3 separate regions of the Mus musculus genome follow, and all the other regions are linked to region 3. A link is a contact called in public HiChIP or PLAC-seq data. All regions are on one chromosome and are shown on one strand. Each heading gives the region's core, a stretch centred on a gene start, on an enhancer-like site or on the middle of the called end of the contact. The rest is flanking DNA. Distances are from core to core; before and after follow the strand shown.

Evidence for each region. HiChIP or PLAC-seq counts read pairs in DNA pulled down with a chosen protein or histone mark.
Region 1: a CTCF HiChIP or PLAC-seq map of the NIH/3T3 cell line shows a contact between it and region 3, with 10 read pairs. The contact joins two enhancer-like sites. A contact is called at or near these places in 1 of 15 datasets of contacts at CTCF or cohesin (the NIH/3T3 cell line) and 1 of 115 datasets of contacts at active chromatin or transcription factors (the NIH/3T3 cell line).
Region 2: a contact with region 3 is called in a CTCF HiChIP or PLAC-seq map of the NIH/3T3 cell line, with 8 read pairs. The contact joins two enhancer-like sites. A contact is called at or near these places in 1 of 15 datasets of contacts at CTCF or cohesin (the NIH/3T3 cell line) and 1 of 115 datasets of contacts at active chromatin or transcription factors (CD8 T cells).

The regions. Positions count from the first base shown.
Region 1 is chr4:89,477,406-89,480,593 of GRCm38.p6, reverse strand. All of the region lies in intron 7 of Gm12610 (predicted gene 12610), which reads right to left. Among named protein-coding and RNA genes, the nearest start is that of Cdkn2b, 170 kb to the right of the region's middle. Within about 2 kb of position 1,508, at least 83 of the 459 cell types and tissues checked have an H3K27ac peak or open chromatin away from gene starts, as enhancers often do. A contact at or near this core is called in the NIH/3T3 cell line, where this site is marked.
Region 2 is chr4:89,401,023-89,403,890 of GRCm38.p6, reverse strand. All of the region lies in intron 5 of Gm12610 (predicted gene 12610), which reads right to left. Among named protein-coding and RNA genes, the nearest start is that of Cdkn2b, 91 kb to the right of the region's middle. Within about 2 kb of position 1,385, at least 10 of the 459 cell types and tissues checked have an H3K27ac peak or open chromatin away from gene starts, as enhancers often do. A contact at or near this core is called in the NIH/3T3 cell line, where this site is marked.
Region 3 is chr4:89,000,167-89,003,249 of GRCm38.p6, reverse strand. All of the region lies in intron 1 of Gm34568 (predicted gene, 34568), which reads right to left. Among named protein-coding and RNA genes, the nearest start is that of Gm34568, 45 kb to the right of the region's middle. Within about 2 kb of position 1,574, at least 33 of the 459 cell types and tissues checked have an H3K27ac peak or open chromatin away from gene starts, as enhancers often do. A contact at or near this core is called in the NIH/3T3 cell line, where this site is marked.

The sequences.
Region 1 (3,188 bases), core at 259-2,758, 480 kb before region 3:
CAGGGGGGGAGGCAACATTTGGAATATAAATAAATAAAATAATTAATAAAAAATTTAAGAGACTAAATAAAATGGTTTTTTAAAAAACAAAATCAATATAAAAATAGTCAGGGAGCTATATCCAGTGAAAATATATTTAAAGAAAATAGAGTTTTCCAGATAAATGGAAACTCAGGAAACATACTGCCAGAGAGTCTGTTCTCAGCAAAGTTGCTTAGGTTGAAGAAATGACAGAATGAGAATGCAGTCTTGGAAAAAGGACAAGAGACAATCAGGCCTGGGGAATGAGTGAGTGCAGAGCTTCCTGATGGTCTCATCTTATTTAAACTACAGCCGAAAACTGAAATGTTTCTAAAGATTAATACATATCTGTGGACATTTTTGACATAGTAGTCAGGAACTTTAACATCAGATCTTTATCACGGCACAGAATTTGAAATGTTAGAAAGTTGGGGCTAAAGAACAAAGGGTTTTTCCAACGACGAATAAAATCGTACAGGATTATACAGGATTTTATCAGGGATCTTTCCACAGCAAGACTAGAAACAAAACGGGATAGTCTTCAGACACATTACAGAAATTGTTGCTGACATGTAAGTCCACATTACTCAACTGTGAGAGAGGGCCAGAAATTTCTGGATTTCCAAGTTTAAAGGGAAATTGCCTTTGTAAACTCTCTACACCTATGAACCAGGTACTTCAAAAATAAAAGGAAGAAGAAGGAGGAGGAGGAGGAGGGGGAGGAGGAGGAGAAAACAAGAAACATAAGGGGAAAAAAATCGAGATGCCTCAGGAGTGTAAGATGTTGAAATGAAAGCAGATTCTTTATGGAGAAAATGGCTACAAGATGAACTACTTCCATCACTCCTTAGACTATCAAGTGAGGGGACCCTTTGCATTTGGCATTGCAAAAGCTTTTAGAAATCCTGTTGAATTACCTATTGACAATCCTACCTGCCTATTCTTTTTCTTGACCCATGTTGGGAAGCAGCAAGGATGGTCATAAGATGGAGCAGAATGGAAAACAGAGGTATTGAGGTTTAAAGATTTTTGTTTCAGTTTGAGTTTGCACAAAAGCAGTGCCTGAGCAGGAAGAGAGCATATAAAAGGATCAGGCATGAGAAACTGAAAGAAAACTAGCGCAATCCACGAGGGCTTTGTAATCATCATTATTGTGGGAACTGACAGTCTGTCTGGAACCTTCTGAGGTATGTGTGGGACACCTTTGGAAATCAACTTCCAGAGGAGCCACCATGTTCATCTGTCAGCTTGCATCTCACATTTGTTGAGTCTTGCCATGGGATGAAAACCCCGGTATACCTCCCCACTGAATGTAATCACCTGAACAGAGGTCTCCCCGAGGGCAATTATGGCGCTGGAAACGTCTGAGGGCAAAAGTGTAAAATGTCTGGTGCTAGAGAAAAACACCAGCATGACATAAGCCAAACTACCCGCTGAAGCTACACTGTAATCAAAGCTGAGGCCAAGAGGATATGAGTCAGGGAGCCAGAGGCAGCCCGCACAGGCTAGCCTTTGTACCACTCTGCTACCCCTATGCCTTACAGTTAATTACCTCTCAGGCTTCAAGGCGGCCGTCAGCCAGCCAGTCTCTACATGTGACCTGATAGAACAAAACAGCCTTCCCTACTGAAGCTGGTCCTGCACTGTACTCGATAGTCATCAACTCTTTCCACCACCCATATTAGATTCCCCTCATGATCATTCGACACTTTTTTCTAACCTAATAAGGTGACTCAGACCTTCCACCCCGAGCAGTCTAAGATAGTGGCTTCCTTACTCTGGTCAGGCCACGTTTGCTGCAATTACTGCTCGTCTTGCTCATGGGATATGGAATGTCAAGTGAGTCTCATGATTATTTTGTTAATAGCATATATTACTTTTGCAAATTAGTGGAACTCACTGTGATGTTTCTTACACTCATTTCTTACAGCACGTATGGATTGTGTGCATATGTCTGTCCTTCTAACTTCAGCCCCTCCCAGCCAGTTCCTAGGAACAATTCTTCTACCTCTACGTCTAATTCCTAATGTGGTTACTCTTCATTTGCACACTGGAAAGCAAACAGAGTACTTGTTCTTGTCCTTCTGCTGTCTTGTTTTGGTTAGCATGACATTCATTTCTATCCACTCTGTTTCAAATAGCAAGTTCTCATTCTTCTTATGGCTGCATAATACTCCATCTCTCCTTTTCTGTTTGTCTATTGACAGGCGGCTATGGGTTATGAGCTCGTCTGTTGTGTTCTGCCTTCATCTCCTTTGAATAAATAGACAGGAGTTTAACCACTTGATCACATGCTAAGTCTACTTCTAGTTCAGGAGGATTCTACCTACTGCTTTCCAAAATCAACCTACTGACTGCATTACCCACACACAAAAACCTAAGAATTCTATTTTTCCACATCTTCATCAGCATTTATGTTATGGGTTTTTTATGGTAGCCATTCTAACTATGGTCTGATAATATTTCATGTAATTTTGATTATTATTTCCCTGGTGACTGGTGATAGTGAATACTTTTCAGATGTTCACTGAATAATTGTATTTTATCTTTTAAGACATATTTAAATTCCTATGTTTACCAATGTTTCAACTACCACAAACTGCCCAAAGATTAGTTTCTAAAGTCTTCTTATCATAATCTCCATCAGTGGGAGTCTAACACTAGACATGATAGCTGGGGTTCTACCTGGAAGCCAAGGCTCAAGGAAGGCAACAAGCCTACGGAGCACAAGGAGTTGGAATACTCACCAAATGACTGTAAGTGTCTTAGGTAGGGTTTTACTGCTATGAACAGACACCATGACCAAGGCAACTCGTATAAGGTTCAGAGGTTCAGTCCATTGTTGTCAAGGCAAGAACATGGTAGCATATAGGCAAACATGGTGCAGGCAGAGCTGAGTGTTCAGCAGCTTCATCTGAGGGCTGCTAGTGGAAGACTGACTTAGGGAGCTAAGACTAAGATATTAAAGCCCATGCCCATAGTGACACACCTACTCCAACAAAGCCACACCTCCAAATAGTGCCACTCCCTAGGCCAAGCAAATATAAACCATCATAATAAGAATACTTTCTTCTGTAGAATTTTTACTCCTCTAAATGATATTTAGGTTTTCTTTTTGAAGTAATCTTGAATAAACAACTACTACACACTATATGTTGGTAGAGTCA
Region 2 (2,868 bases), core at 136-2,635, 400 kb before region 3:
TGAAGAGCAAGTGAAGGAGATAGCCCAGCTTAGACCTCTGTCCCCCAAAAGCACACACACACACACACACACACACACACACACACACACACACAAAGTGTATGCACACCTGTACACACCTATGTGCACACATACAAATGTGTGCATACACATGCATACCATAGACTGGGAGACTATAGGCAAAGCATACAGAGACAAAATAGTGTCACATCCTCTCCAGTCCCTGTTTTGAGAGTACAAAAAAATGTAGATGACCCATATGGGGCTGGACAAAGGTGGGAAGGCACTTAGATCAACCCAATCATACTGATCACTGGAAAGCCACACGAACCCACTTACTATATGATTAAGGAAGTGCCCTGATTCTCAAAAGAACCCTGAGTTCATTTTCAAAATGAATTTTCTATATTTAGACAGAATCTGGAATTCTGCAGAAAGTGTATTAGTCATAGATCATACTGATTCCTTTATAGTTGTGTAAAAAAATTTCACTTTCTGACCCATGAGACACTAATCATGAATGTTCAAAATCTCTGAGCTTAGAGGCAGAAAGACATTTGGATCCAATATTTCTAGCTGAAAGGCTGGTAATGTACCTTAGTGGTAAGGTTTTTGCCTAGCATGTGCAACTTGATCAAAAAGGAAAAAAAAAGCATACAATATGACGTAATGCTTTGATTCTGCACTACTTTGGGCAACTTGCACAACCTCCCTAAACCTCTTCATCTAAAGTAGTGGTTATCAACCTGTGAGTTGTGACCCCCTTGGGGTTAAGCAATTCTTTTTTTCATAAGGGTCACATATCAGGTATACAGCATATCAGATATTTACATTATGATTCATAACAGTAGCAAAACTACAGTTATGAAGTAGCAATGAAATAATTTTATGGGTGAGGGTCACAACAGCATGAAGAACTGTATTAAAGGGCTGCAGCATTGGGAAGGCTGAGAACCACTGCTCTAAAGCATAAAGGTAACACATTTTAGCTTAGCAGGTTGCTTGTTTAAATCCATGAACTGATCTAAATAAGTATTGATAATAGACTATGACTCATTTTTACTGTTTGGGAATTTCATATTGTATATAAGTATGCTTTAATCAAACATGCCATCCCCATTTCTTCCCTTCAAAATCCTCTTATACACACACCACTTTCCCTCCCAACTTCATGTGTTCTGTTTTTGATAAACATTTAGCTCTGCCTGTACGTGCATGAGTGTAGGACCATGAATTGAAGCACAGGTAGTCTCTTAACTGAATCCATGAACAACAAAGAGCCTCCCTCCCACAGCAGCCATTACCATCTTCACAACTGGGGAATTCGTGAGGCCTCTCCCTGATCCATGCTGGCAGTCACAGCCACGGTGAGTTCATGTGTGCAACCCTTGTGCCACGCCCAGCAAATACTGTTTCACTGCAGACATCCCCTAGCTGCCTCTTATGATCTTGCTGCTCCCATTCCTTTTGCTCTTACTGACCCTTGAGTAGAAAGTGTGTGATACAGACATCTCATTTTGAGCTGACCACTGAATGATCTCTTACGCTCTACACATTGGCAAGTTGTGGATCTTTGTATTAATTACCACCTACTATGAAAAGAAGCTCTTCTGCTGAGAATACAGTACTAATCTCAGTATAAATAGATCTCAGTGGCAATTTAATAATACATAGAATAATAATATTGTATTCTCCCCTAGGGCTATGACGTAGCCAGACACATTTGGCCCAGTTAACAATACCAGGCATGAGTTCTGTCTTCTAAAGGGAACTTTTAAACATAAGCAGGAAGCTATAGGTTGTTCTCACTTGTGCCATATTGCACCCCGGGGCATATCTTGCCAGGCTAGTCATTATTGTATCTCATGGAGCTCACAGCTAAGTACAATGGTCGAATACTTTTCTCCCTCCCCCACTACTCTAAATAGAACCTTGTAGCATTATGAAAGTTAGCCAGGAAAGATGAAGCTTCCAGGTTGGTCAAAGCTTGATTTATTTGTGGTCTATGACTCAAGAATATGATATCTTCAGCAATACAATCTTTTTTTCAAGTTCTGAAGAGTAACCAAGTAACCAACATGTACTTCATGTTTCTGGGATCTAAAGGACTTAAGAAATGGCAACCTGGGCTGGAGAGATGGCTCAGCAGTTAAGAGCACTAACTGCTCTTCCAGAGGTCCTGAGTTCAAATCCCAGCAACCACATGGTGGCTCACAACCATCTGTAATGGGATCTGATGCCCTCCTCTGGTGTCTGAAGACAGCTAAAATATACTCATATAAATAAAATAAATAAATCTTTAAAAAAAAAAGAAAAGAAAGAAGAAGAAATGGAAACAAAGATTTTGGGGGGGTTGGTTTGGGGTTTTTTGTTTTTTAGATGGGGTCTCTCTGTGTAATTCTAGATGTCCTGGGTCTTGATAATGAAGACCATGATGGCCTTGAACTCACAAATAACCTCCTACCTTTACATCCTGGGTGACTGGATTAAAGGTGTGTGTTATCACACACAGCTACAACTTAATTTTAAAAGCAATAGACTAAGTAAGGGATTATGAAGATAGTTACTTAAGAGCCATTGTTTGACAGTTGATAGAAATTTGAAGATTTGGGCTCTTTCAGTGCTCTGTAACATATAGAGTATAGTCAGGTGTGTGGTGTGTGTGTGTGTGTGTGTGTGTGTGTGTGTGTGTGTGTGTGTGTGTGTGTGTGTGTGAAAGAGAGAGAGAGAGAGAGAGAGAGAGAGAGAGAGAGAGAGATTTTCAGGCTGACTACTTGGTATTGGATAACCAATTGGAAGGCTATTTTTCCTGGTCTTAGCATTCCTTATCTGCCTGTTGTTCTTTATGTAAGGATGAGGCCCTGTAAG
Region 3 (3,083 bases), core at 325-2,824:
AATATGATTCATATTTTCATGAAAGAATGAAACCCTGTGGTTTGTAGCAGCACTGATGAAACCAGAGGTCATTATGTTAAGTGAAATGAGCAGGCACAGAAAGTCCCGCACCTGCGTGACCTCACTAACAGCAGAGGAGAAAAAAAAATCCATCTCTTAGAAATGAAGAGTGAAATGATAATTACCAGAGGCTGGTAAGTGTAGGGAGGGAGAAAGAACGGAAAGAGGCTAATTATCAGGTATTAACTTACAGTTAGGTAGAAAAAAAGTTCTAGTGGTGTGTTGCACAGGACAGTGACAATAGGTAATAACATATTCTCTTACTCTTTGTCTCACAGAAAAGAGTTTGAACATTTCCCCACCAGGAAGTAATAAGTGGGCCTAGGTTCTGTTTGTAAAGTGTTTGCCTTATAGGAACAAGGGCCTGAATTTGATTCCCAGAACTCATGGAAAACAGCTGGTGTCCTGCCACGTATTCATGATCCCAGTACCGGGAAAGCAAAGATAAGCCCAGCCCTGGGACTTGCCGGCCCCCTTGGTCAGCCCACTTGGTAAGCTCTAGACCTCAGAGACCCTGTCTCAAAAACAGAAATTGTCCATGAAAGATTGAAAAAAATTACAAAGTTTGTTGAGTTGGGAAGAGACTGATGAATTGGAGAAGAGTTTGGGGGGGGGGGCAGTGAATATGATTAAAACATATGGCATGGAACTCTTAAAAAAAAAACTAAGAAAAAATTTAAAACAAAAAACAGTAATGTGAATGGCTCCCAAGATTGAATACGCATCCCCCTCCCCCCCGTGTGTGTGTGTGTGTGTGTGTACAAGAAATGATAGGTGCTTCAAAAGACAGATATGTATGCCTGGTTTAGATTTCTATATAATATATTCATGATTTAAATATAATGCAGATGAGTACATGTTTTACTTTTTAATGGGCTATATAGATTTAACGGAAAGTGCAGAAACATTAGGCTCCTCCTCTTCCTCATTTAAGAGGTAGATAGTATCTATTTATAAAATGAGGGACTGTACCCAGGGTTCCTAAGGGCTCACTCTGCTCCAACATTCTTTGAGAAATTCTAAATCTCTATCCCTGCCCTCTCACTCAAATCATAAGCAATACTTAAAAGCATTTTTCCACAAGGATTTCTGCACATATTGTCTTGGAAATTTATTGTGAATCACTAAGTTACCCCCTTTTTGTTGGAAAATTAACAATGTTGCATTCTGTTGCTATAACCCAAACAATACTGAATTAAATTTGTCCTGGGCTTATGAAGGCATTTATTCAACAAAGTGATTTCTTTCCAAGCAAATGAGTTACTTATTTCCATTAAGAATAAAATAAAAAGAAAGCATGCTCTTCTCTATGTAACTAGTTCGGTAGACACTAACTGGTTGCATTGTCTGTAAAGCTGTGAATCAAGTAAAATTTCCTGTGAGTGTGCAGTTTCCTTTGTAGCTTACATAAATTTGTGGATTATTCCAAGATATGTACACTCATAGTTACTCACTTGAGAAAATAGAGTTGTGCGTACTTGCACATCATAGAAAAACACCCACACATACAAAGCCTGCCTTTTACCAGGACTTGAGATGAGAAAATAAAGCAGCCAGAATGGCTTCTTACCCCCTCCACCCTAACCACACCTTCCTGCCCTAAGCCTATTGCCCAAATCCAACTGTGCCCCAACACATGCCTCTTTGAAAATTGAAAAGATATTGAGAGGAAAGGTCAAGTGAAAAAAATAAAGCCGGAAAGAGAAACGTGTGAAAAAAGAGACCAAGACAGGAAATGTAGTTGGCTGGAGCTTTCTGAAGTAAACAGCATTTGGAAGCAGAGAGCAACTAATTCTTGACTTTCATGTTCTCCTGAAAAAGGTGATGGTCCAACAATTCAGTTGAATTAGGTAAATGGGGCTGTTTTAATGAGTTGAAATAAGATCATCTACCCAAGATACTTCTAGAAACTCAGTGAAATTCTTGGTTCTGATCATTTAGGTTAGAACTCTTGTAGTAGATAACCAATTAAACTCATCTTCTACTTGTGCATCTGGCGTGGTACTTGATCTCTACTACAGCAATTCTGTAGTGTTCTCTCTTTGCAGCATCACTCTTCCTATTTGTGCGTTCCTTTTTAGAATAAAAGTAGGCTGAGCCATCTCAGCGTTTGCATTTGCACTGAAGCCAAGCAGCCTGCCTAGCTCTTTGAAAGTGTAGGTATGGTTAAAGATAGAACCACTGAAAACCCAATAAAAGGAAGGCAAGGTGGTATCTATAGAAACGTCCTGCTGGGTTTCTATAGACAGGGCAGGAGGTACTAATCTGCTACCAGGGAACTGAGGAAGTGTGGTGGTGTTCCACAGCTCCAGAGAGCAAGCTAAGTGAGAATTTTGTAGGCCCCTAGCTGAGAGGTTGCCTCTTCAATAGAGAGTTCAGAACGTATTTGAGTCAGCCAACTTTTTTTTAATGTCTATGAAGTAGATATTTGAACCAATTTTTAGGCTTTAGTCACTCTAAAGCAAATTGCTGACAATAATCAAAAGTTCAAAATTATTGCTTGGTTGCAATTGCTGTTAGTCCTTTAAAACAAATATAGTTGCCTTTAAAAATGTTCATTCTTTAAAGTAAAGAAAAGCTTAAGTGAGGAAGAGCTTATAGCTTGCAAAAAAAAATGCACATCCCCCGGGGGGTCTTTATAAGTAGTAATCATGCTGCAATTGCTGCAAGAACAAATGAGGGCATCTATTCCATTAGCATGTACAAACAACTTGCCTCGTTAGATCTGACTTGAGACAAAAGTCTTGTTGTACACCAGCAGCCTTGTAAGTATTGCAAAAGTGACATTTAGCCCTCATCGGCATCGATTCATGCATTGTCATGTGGTGACTAAATCACTGAGTGTCTCATGCCCAGCAAGGAATTAGAGACTACAATGCTTGAGAACCATGTCAGTTGAAAACGACTGGAAAGTCATTTGATTCAGTTTAGTTATGAAAAACATTTATTGCTTATTTACGTATATAACACATTGTAGTGAAACATGCATAGGGCAAATGAGACTTTCCTTCAAGCAGCTTGTT